3 separate regions of the Mus musculus genome follow, and regions 1 and 2 are each linked to region 3. The links are chromatin contacts, called in public HiChIP or PLAC-seq maps. All regions are on one chromosome and are shown on one strand. Each heading gives the region's core, a stretch centred on a gene start, on an enhancer-like site or on the middle of the called end of the contact. The rest is flanking DNA. Distances are from core to core; before and after follow the strand shown.

Region 1 (3,434 bases), core at 648-3,147, 640 kb after region 3:
GGGACACAGACGCTATGTTCCAGAGGCAACCAAGACTGTACCTCATGCTGGCAGCCTAACCTGGTAGTGTAAAAGTCACCCAGGTGATACTGCTTTCGAAGTCAAGAAGGGGTCATGGAGAGGAGCTGAGGCTTGGCACTGTGAGAGGCCAGGAGAGGCCATTGGGGAAGGTGCAGCCTCAGTATCTGTTAGTAGAAGGCCCAGGATTGAAGGGGTCATGCAGGCAGAGAAATTGAAGCCTGGCACCATGAAGAGGGCCTAGGAGAGGCTATTGATGAAAAGTGCAGCCAATGACCCCAGCACTTTGGAAATGCCAGTACTGCAAGACAACTACGAAGAACAGCAGCAGCTGTGGAGTGGTGCCAGCCAGAACTCAGAAGGCAAGCTGTGTGTGTGTGTGTGTGCTATAGACAGCAGAACCATAGAAGTGACCCAAGCCCTCTGGAGGACCCAGAAGATCATGAGTGGATCCCAGACATTGGACATTGTGGTTTTCACACTATTGAGAGTTTAGTTGTTTTGCTTTGCTTTGATTGTAACTGTACCCTGGTTCTTGACTCTTCAAGTAAGAAAGTAATTTATTTTTTGATGTTACAGGCATCCACAGTTAAATAAATTTAAGTGTGTGTGTGTGTGTGTGTGTGTGTGAGAGAGAGAGAGAGAGGAGAGAGAGAGAGAGAGAGAGAGAGAGAGAGAGAGAGAGAGAGAGAGACTGGAGTTTAGCAGAGATTTTGGATTTCAAAAGAAACTTGATACGTTTAAAGAGACAACTTTTAATGTGTTTAAACTTGTAAAGTCCTTGGCACTTTCATTTATTTTTTTAATGTGAAACTTTGAGGATGAATGAGAAAGGAAGGTTGTGGCTTAATGGTTACATGTTTGTGTGTCAAGTTGTTAAGTGTCAGTCATGCTGGAGAGTTTTATGTCAACTTGATACAAGCTAAAGTCAGCTAAGAGGAAAGAGCCTCAACTGAGAAAATGCCTCCATAAGATCAGATCATTGGCAAGCCTGTAGGGCATTTTCTCAATTAGTGAGTGATAAGAGAGGACACAGCCCGTTGTGGGTGGTGCCATGTCTCGGCTAATAGTCCTGTGTTCTATAAGAAAGGCTAAGCAAACCATAGAGAAAAAGCCAGTAAGCAGGACCCCTCTGTAGCCTCTGCATCAGCTCCCGTCTCCAGGATCCTGCCCTTTTTGAGTTCCTGTCCTGACTTCCTCAATGATCAACAAGGGTATGGAAGAATAAGCCAAATCAACCCTGTCCTCCCCGAGCTGATTTGATCATGGCGTTTCACCACAGTAATAGCAAAACTAAGTCTTTAAGAGCCAGCTCTAATGCTCTGTGGCATAGAGCTTTCATTTTGAATCACTATATACAGTTTTCCAAACTTGTCATCAAGTCATCAATTTTTACTCAGCAACATAGAAACCTTTCCCAACGTGTAAATAACCAGTAATGATTATTTAACTTCTCCTGAATGTCCACCTCTCGACCCAACCTTCCCATGGTTTGCGTTTGTTTGTGTGCACACATTAGGCTCTCATCCCTTCTAAGTATGTACACTCCGCTAAGCCATACACACAGCCTGTTTTATCCATTCTTTCTATTTATCCATCTGCCTTCTCACCCCTGCCAACTCACTGGACAGAACCAAGCTAAACTGACCTAGATAAAGCTCTTTGAGCCTGTAATAGATCTTGGTCCTGACTTTCTTAGGTGCCTTCTCCTCTCAAAGGTCTCCCCTCTATACAGCTCTGCTGAACTACAGATAATTTATAACTTTAACTCTCCAGTCTGTCTAAAAATAGATTTCCTGCAAGACCCAGACTCATCAAACTGAACATGTTTTAAGAGCACAAACTGCTTCCTGCAGTCGCCCCAGCTCTCCAGCTGCATCACAAAGAGAGATTCTGATATGAATCTCAGAAACAGCCACTTGCCTGTACTGTCTCGGTGTGGAGACCATAAATGAGAGGGGCTCACAGACCTTGAACTAGAAACACAGTCCTAGGGCAAGTGGACTCGGACAGAGGGATCCAGGGTTGGAAGTCATTAAATAACTCATGTCAAACCCTAATTACAAATACAATAGAGCTCGATTTTGTTAATTAAAGCAGACTTTGAAATGAAGCCCTGCTGTCACCACCCTATTATCATAATTTTGGAGCTGAAGACACTAGCCCAGAGTTGCCTAACTTTCTCTTACAGTCAGTCTGTAGACAACTGCTTTCTTCCGGCTCACAATACTGTTAGGATCAGTTTTGCTTTATGGGGCTAAACATAGAAAAGTTTTCATTTTTAATAAGAGCTCAGATAAATAACCCTAAGTCCCAAAGGGCCTTATTAAAACAGCCTGGTAAAAGTTTTACACTTGCATATATGAATTTGAAAAAAAAAATGTCTACCTAGCAGTTTGTGCTCCTGCTGACTTCTCTAGCCTTGGGGAAGTTATTGTTAAAATTCATATGTCTTGCGATTTCAAATGATTTAAAGCAGTCTATTATGATAAGTCACCATGAACAACACCCAGAGAAAGACACTGTTCAAACAGAAATCTCAATTTTAAATACACAAAGTACACAGAACGCACCCACTGGGGTGTTTAAATAGCATTAAGGTTCTGATACATCAATAACCTAATCACACTCTATCCTCAGAGCCCAGGATACAAAAATGTATTTTGTACCAGGTGGTTCATCTCCCCTTTCCTTTACCTAGGAGGTCATTCCAACACATTTTGACTCTACCCTAGAGAATTAAATTCTACACAGGAAAGCTCTCCCCAAGACTGGAAATTAAATCAGGGAGAATAAAGTGAACATAGGTGTTCACACTTTATCATGTCTCTTACTGATGTGGGAGGATCTAAACTGACACTATATATTCAAAGGTGAGAGGATGGTCACAAACAAATTTTATATTCAAACATCTGACGGCTAGGGATAACATTGTAGATACTTAGTAGTTAGTAAGTAACCAAGCCATTTTGGGGTCAATGTCTGTGATTATTGCTCCATCACACCAGGAGCAATGTTCCTTTGACCTTTGTGCCACTAACTGCTACTATCTAAGCTAGCCCTGGAAATGTACAAGAACTCAAAGATAGCAGACTCAGAGTAGAAACTGGCATTCTATCTTGGTAGAATGTCCAATATGTGGCTATCTGGTCTTTGCATCTGTGAGGAAGTTCTGTTTACACAGAACAGCCTAGTCTTCAAAACCCAAGCCCTTTAGAAACTGACATTAACACCCTGCCCTGATTTTCACCACACTAACCTTTTCCCATGTCTCCAACACTGAGTCCATGAGCTGGGTGATTCTTTCTCCTTGGTCATGGTTTTTTGTTTGTTTGTTAGTTGGTTTTTGTTTTGTTTTGTTTTGTTTTGTTTTTTCCTTTAATTTAGACTATTTATTTCTACTAAAAGAAGCTAAC
Region 2 (3,088 bases), core at 154-2,653, 630 kb after region 3:
GTCGTGACACAAAGGTTGAGGAGCATGGGAATAGTGCATCACTGACTATTTTCCTTAGAGGGAAATAGCTTTGTCTTTTTTTTTTTTTTTTCCCTTCACACACTTTTTTTATCTTGTCCAGAAAAAAGTTCCTTTTATGATGTTGCTATCGATTCTGGTGCAGAGAAAAGCATGTTTCAATGTTGAGTAAAGGTTTCAGCTTTTTAAAAAAAGATTTATTTATTTATTTATTTATTTATTTATTTATTTATTTATTTATTTTAAGTGAGTACACTGTCACTCTCTTCGGACACACCAGAAGAATGCATCGCATTCCATGACAGATGGTTGTGAGCCACCATGTGGTTGTTGGGAATTGAACTCAGAACCTCTGAAGGAGCAGTCAGTGCTCTTAACCGCTGAGCCATCTCTCCAGCCCCAGGTTTCAACTGTTTAAATCGCTGTCTATGGTGTGAACCATCAAAAAGAGCATTCAAGCAAAAATGGCATACTTTAGCACTGGCTTGTCACGCACAAGCACGTCATCCTTGCTAAACATATACAGTCTGGTGACTTAAACAAACCAACCAACCAACCAACAAACAAAAAACCAAAAAATAATACTTAATTCATATAATATGTTACAGCATCATGATTTATATGGAAGGACATTTTTTTACACTGATGGTGTCAAAAGTTACAAAGGAAAGTAGCTATCCATATTTCTATGTGATTACGAAAATCTACATGGTTTCAACCCAGCTCTTACGACATTCTGTGATTCAGCACAGGCTTCTTTGTCCTGACCCTGGAGCCGGGCTGTGACGGGAAAGAAACACGAGTATGACCCTTCTCAGCCAGACCCCACACTCTGTGCTCTACCATAAAAACTATCCTAGATATTATTTAGTTGCTTCCATCCTAAAAGATTGTAACCCCAAAGGTCAACAATCAATAACTTTCAGGTATCCCAAGCCCCCACCCTCACTTTAAGCGATCTGAATAAATGTTTTGTGCACTTAGTCGAAGCAGCCAGATTTAAGATGGCCCAGGCTTCTCACAGTCAACCAGCCCCAACTGTCAATGTTAAAATTTACAAACTGCCTCTTATTTCAATTACATTAATTCATAGATGAAGACAGTATTACTTGAAAAATAAAAGTGGTAGCTTAGGAGAAAAAGAGTTCTGGGTATCTTTCCTCTAAATCTTTACATAATATTTTTACATTCTTTCTTCAATTAAGGGAGCAGTGTGGGAGTGTAGGAGAGAAGAAAGGAGAGGAGACAGGACAGATGCAGAGAGGAGGGGGAAGTGTCGGGACATAGTTAGAACTCAGTTTACATTAAAACACAGCAGTTATGACATGGGTTTGAAGACACATGTTGACACAGCTGAGATGTCACTTGTACCTACCCACCCATGACTCACACATCAGTGCACATCTGATAACAACGATGATCAAAGCCTGTTGTGAGACATGGGGCAGACTCAGGCTTTACTTCTGGTATTTCCTGCAAAGCATCATAACTATTAGATGGGAATCAGTCATCCCCCACTAGGAATCAACAGGAAAGATACTTCAAAGGGAACAAGGAACCAAACATCAGTCGAAAGCCATTTCCTTGACTTTTAAGCAGGGAAGGAAAAGCTTTTCCTAAGAGGCCAGAACTGTCAGTTGGTGACCAGAGTCTGAGAGTCTGAAATGCAATCAGAGGCCACTCTGTCCACTTTGCTAAACCTTTGCATCAGGAAAACTCCCAGGAGAGCTCACTATATGGCCTGTCTATTTCAAGACAACAGGAAAGGGAGGAAATGTCAGGCTTCCACTTCTAACGAAAATGGTGATATTGAGAATGAACAAGCCAATCGATATCAGGAAAACAACCCAGAAAAAACAGAGGGTGAGAGCATAGAAGTCATTCAGTGCAATGCAAATTGGAATGGCAGGGGTGGCATAGAAACTGAACACTGAAAATTAACGTATCTCCAAACCGTTCAACATATTGCCTGAGAAGAAAAAGTGCTAGCAATATGAGAAAACCAAGATGAAAGACATGAACTTAGATCTTGGATCTCTCACATGTTAGTAGACAATACGGACTTTTAAATGCTAGAACTGAAGACAACAGCATACAAAAGATACCTAAATATAATACTTCTCAAGCCTACAGATGTCAGAAATGCAACTGAAAAACTATAATAATAAAACCACAGATTTAGTCTCTCAAAATAAGAAAGCAGGCAAGGGACCACAACTAGGTAAGGGACCACAAGGGAGTCATAGAATCATGACTATAAACCTGTTTGATATGGAAGTTGCACAAGCAAACAAACTGAAGCAACTACTCTCAAGGACACAGAAGAGAAAAAAAAAAAAAAAAGAACTAAATGGACTGCTTCAGGGTTTCTGGTAAGTCATGTTAACACTGCTACCCACTGAGTTCAAAAGCATACTTGTCTGTGCATGGCCACAGGACAGATCCCATCCCCAGTATTAGAAGGTGCTGCAGCCTGTAACTCTAGCAGTTGGGAGGTAGAGGCAGGGGGAAGAGAAGCTTAAGAACATCCTTGGCTATCTAGAGAGTACAAGGCCTGCCAGGGCTACATGAGGTTCTGAAGAAGCAGAGAAAGGGGAGAGGGAAAGGCAGAGAGACAGAGACAAACAGGAAAACAGAGAGAGACAGACAGACAGGGAGACAGAGAACTAACTCATAAAAACATACCATGTAAATGCATGTTCCTAATACATTTTAAATATGATTTATTAAGTAATGAACAGAATCCACATGACATTTTTTTCTGGAAAAAAATTACAGAAAAACCTTGGTTTAAAAAAAAAAATTATACTGGGGACTGGAGAGATGGCTCAGTGGTTAAGAGCACTGACTGTTCTTCCGAAGGTCCTAAGTTCAAATCCCAGCAACCACATGGTGGCTCACAGCCATCTGTACAGCTATACTGTACTCATAGACATAAAATAAATACATCTATTAAAAAATCATACTAATTATCTAAATTAAAGAACTCTAGAAAGCCAGAATTGGGGTATATGGTTCTTGAAAGTTCTACTTTTCAAATCGCTAGTAAGACCTGTGACCTTGTCAAGGA
Region 3 (3,160 bases), core at 369-2,868:
AGATTAAGGGCTGGAGAGATGGCTCAGCTGGTAAGAGCACTGACTGCTCTTCTGAATTCAAATCCCAGCAACCACATGGTGGCTCACAACCACCCTTAATGAGATCTGACACCCTCTTCTCGTGCATCTGAAGTCAGGTGCAGTGTACTTATGTATAATAATAAATAAAATCTTTGGGCTGGAGCAGTCAGGGACTGAGTGAGCGAAGTTGAACAGAGCGAGCAGAGCCGACTAGAGCAAGCAGAGGTCCTAAAAATTCAATTCCCAACTGTACAGCTACAGTGTACTCATATGCGTAAAATAAATAAATAAATAAATAAATATTTTTTAAAAAAAAAGGAAGAAAGAAAGAAAGAAGTTTGGGCATACTCATTCAGTCTAGAATTTTATAATCCACAAGCATCTTGAACGTTTAAAATGTAATGAAATCATCACACAAAAATTGGCACACAGAAAAAAAAAATTGGCACACAGAAAGCCCTTCAAACAAGATTTACTAAAAAGAAAAAAAAAAACCGAAGATTAACATATCCAATTGAAAAACTGTAAAGCTGCGATGTGACTCAAGTTTTGCAAAAACTTTTTTAGAAAACACGTTTTAGAAAATAGTTCTGTCCTCAGGTACGGTGAAGCAGGTCTCCAAATCAATAAAAACAAATGAAAGTAACTCCACTGAGAAGTGAGGAACTGATGACGAAAAACACACACACACACACACACACACACACACACACACAAAACGTTTGGTAATTTGCATATGGAGGTAACCACACTAACTATGGGGGGGGGGGGGGAACTACTTCAAATGTTACCTACTTCGAGATAAAGGAAACAGGTGCTACTCAACTTCTCCTCCTTGAAAAATATCCCCTCTGACTAACACGACTCATGTTTTATGACTGTGTTAGATAACAGAGTTAAAGACGGCTTAAATCAGGGTTGGCCATTTCCCCTCGGATCCAAAATGCCTTTGCAACCTGATAGCTACGAACAAAAGGCCCCTCTATCCTGTCTCTGCAGAACAGACCCCAGTCCACTTCCACCCAGCAGCGAATGCTCAGAGCAAGACCTGCTTCTGCAAACTCAGCAAGGCCCGCGGGAACTCAAACTTTGTAAACTCCACCAAGGGTTTAGGGGACATGGGAGCCTCTAGGAAGGGATCCAAGGGAGGTGACACCAGTCAACCCTCGGAACCAGAAAAGCATCGTCGCTGGAGGGCGTGTCGGGCAGCTTGGCGACGTAGCACTTGGCGGGACAAGGCCATTCATTAGCTGGCAGGGGCGGCGGGGCTGCGCTGCCAGGCCACCCGCCCGTGCCACGCGGCGCGAAGCTCGGCAGCCGCCCCCTCCGCGAGTTCCCTCCCCGGGCCCCGCTCCCCTGCCGGGCTGGCAGGACGCCTTCGCCGTCGCCCTCACCAGTCGCTAGATGAAGGTGCGCCGGCGGTCTCCGCGGGGCAGGCGCGCGGCCGCGCAGGGACTCATCCTTAGTGAAAGCTACCGGGGACAACGAAGGGAGCCAGGAGCCGGGACGCCCGAGTCAGCTCCGGGGACGGCTGCACGGAAAGCGACAGCCGCGACTGTCGGCGCCGGGACCGGGTTCGGGGAAACCTGAGCTAGAGCGGGCGGGACTCGGGAATAAGACGGGCGCTGATTGGCCGGAGTTCGTGTATGCCCCACAGTGATTGGTCGGGGCCTGCCCACAAGGCCTAGCGTGGCAGTACCTCAGCTGTGGCCTTTCCCTAGTATCCCAAAGGAGCATGACCCCTGCCGGCCTTGGTGCGGTCGACACTGGCTGCCGCCCTACACTCAGAACCAGTACTGCCCCTCTTGGTGCCAGATGTCACCCTAGGAGATCTGTCTCCCCGCAGGTCGACACTCGGAAAGGAGGTTAAGGCTGGGATGGAGGAAACAAGGAACTGGCTGGATGCCCAAGCACCACTCCGTAGAAACGTGGGCATCTTAGAAAAGTTGCTTCCCGGATCACTCGTAGTGGGATAACTGGAAAACCAGAGGTGTCCTCTCCCCAAGACTGGGCCCTGCTGCTCTGTGCCCCGCCTGTTGTGCCCGGATTGTCTGAGTGTCACTCTCTTTTTGTCAGAAGGCGCCATAGATTTTTCAGATCGCCACTGTGCGACCAGCTGCTGACTTGGGTCACATCTGTCTGCCTGACGCCAGGCTTACAATAGGTTTTCCTCCCTGAACTCTTAAATCTACAAGCCATTTTAAAGGTTGCAAATTGTGTGCCAATAATCAGTCCAGAACGGAAAACATACTCCTGCTGAAGTCTGATACAGAGGCGCCTTAGTAAACATGTGTTCAGGGAGGAGTAGCATGACTCAGAGAAAAACAGCACTTGGAGCCCAGAGTTGTTTGAACCTCGGCCCTGTTTGTGTTGCTGTATGAGCCACTGACACCATCATCTATTAAACGGAGTTAAACTCAATACCCTCTTAGACTGCTTCAGCCCAATTGCCTGTTTTGTAGACTTTGTAGGAAAGTAAGTTGCTAGATCAAACTGAAGGAGAGATGGAAACAGACCTAGCTCCCCAGCTCTCCTCCCAGTGCAAGGACTTAATTTGCTTTCTTACTTCCTACTCTGACCCATTCTGTAATGTATAAACAGTGACTTGGAAGGAAGCTGTGTACACACTCATGAACAAAGACGCTCAGTGATCTGGAAGCTAGTGATGTAAATAAATGTGTTGCCCTGAGTTCACATCTTTTATCTGTCTCTTCTTTGTATTGGGTAAGTCATTTAGGTTTTCTGAAGCCTTAATTTCCTCATCTGCAAAGTGGGAATGGAATACATGTTGCTGTAGTGAAAATGTGTTGATAGACGCCCGCAGCACTTAGCAGAGTGCCAAGCACACAGTAACACCACCTAGAAGTTGCCATGTCTCAAACGCTTGTAAGCATTGGGGGTACAAAATGTCCATACGGCCATAATCATATACACAAAAATTAATTGCAACTTTAACGAATCTGTGAAAGAAAATAAGAGGTTTCATCTGACCCCCCCCCCCAAAAAAAATGACAAACTAGGGAAGAAGTAGAAAATAACTAGGTGAAGCAGAAAAAGAAAGACCAGCATCATGCCAAGGAATGAATGTCTTTGCCGTTGGAGATGGGGGACGAAACTGGTCCTGCTTCAACAAGGATCA

What was found. HiChIP or PLAC-seq counts read pairs in DNA pulled down with a chosen protein or histone mark.
Region 1: a contact with region 3 is called in an H3K4me3 HiChIP or PLAC-seq map of the SCID.adh cell line, with 9 read pairs. The contact joins the enhancer-like site here to the promoter of Ibtk in region 3. A contact is called at or near these places in 3 of 39 promoter capture datasets (cranial neural crest and embryonic stem cells), 10 of 115 datasets of contacts at active chromatin or transcription factors (the SCID.adh cell line, T-cell acute lymphoblastic leukemia, cardiomyocytes and 6 more) and 1 of 9 other capture datasets (adipose tissue).
Region 2: an H3K27ac HiChIP or PLAC-seq map of thymic regulatory T cells shows a contact between it and region 3, with 7 times the contacts expected there. The contact joins the enhancer-like site here to the promoter of Ibtk in region 3. A contact is called at or near these places in 1 of 39 promoter capture datasets (cranial neural crest), 12 of 115 datasets of contacts at active chromatin or transcription factors (the NIH/3T3 cell line, the SCID.adh cell line, T-cell acute lymphoblastic leukemia and 9 more) and 1 of 9 other capture datasets (liver).

The regions. Positions count from the first base shown.
Region 1 is chr9:86,392,159-86,395,592 of GRCm38.p6, forward strand. The region is part of intron 8 of Ube2cbp (ubiquitin-conjugating enzyme E2C binding protein); the gene reads right to left. Among named protein-coding and RNA genes, the nearest start is that of Ube2cbp, 71 kb to the right of the region's middle. Within about 2 kb of position 1,898, at least 29 of the 459 cell types and tissues checked have an H3K27ac peak or open chromatin away from gene starts, as enhancers often do. A contact at or near this core is called in the SCID.adh cell line, T-cell acute lymphoblastic leukemia and thymic regulatory T cells, where this site is marked.
Region 2 is chr9:86,375,793-86,378,880 of GRCm38.p6, forward strand. The region is part of intron 8 of Ube2cbp (ubiquitin-conjugating enzyme E2C binding protein); the gene reads right to left. Among named protein-coding and RNA genes, the nearest start is that of Ube2cbp, 88 kb to the right of the region's middle. Within about 2 kb of position 1,404, at least 14 of the 459 cell types and tissues checked have an H3K27ac peak or open chromatin away from gene starts, as enhancers often do. A contact at or near this core is called in the SCID.adh cell line, T-cell acute lymphoblastic leukemia, regulatory T cell precursor and 1 more, where this site is marked.
Region 3 is chr9:85,747,716-85,750,875 of GRCm38.p6, forward strand. Ibtk (inhibitor of Bruton agammaglobulinemia tyrosine kinase) reads right to left here and starts at 1,619. Exons shown (of 29, transcript NM_001081282.2): 1 at 1,416-1,619.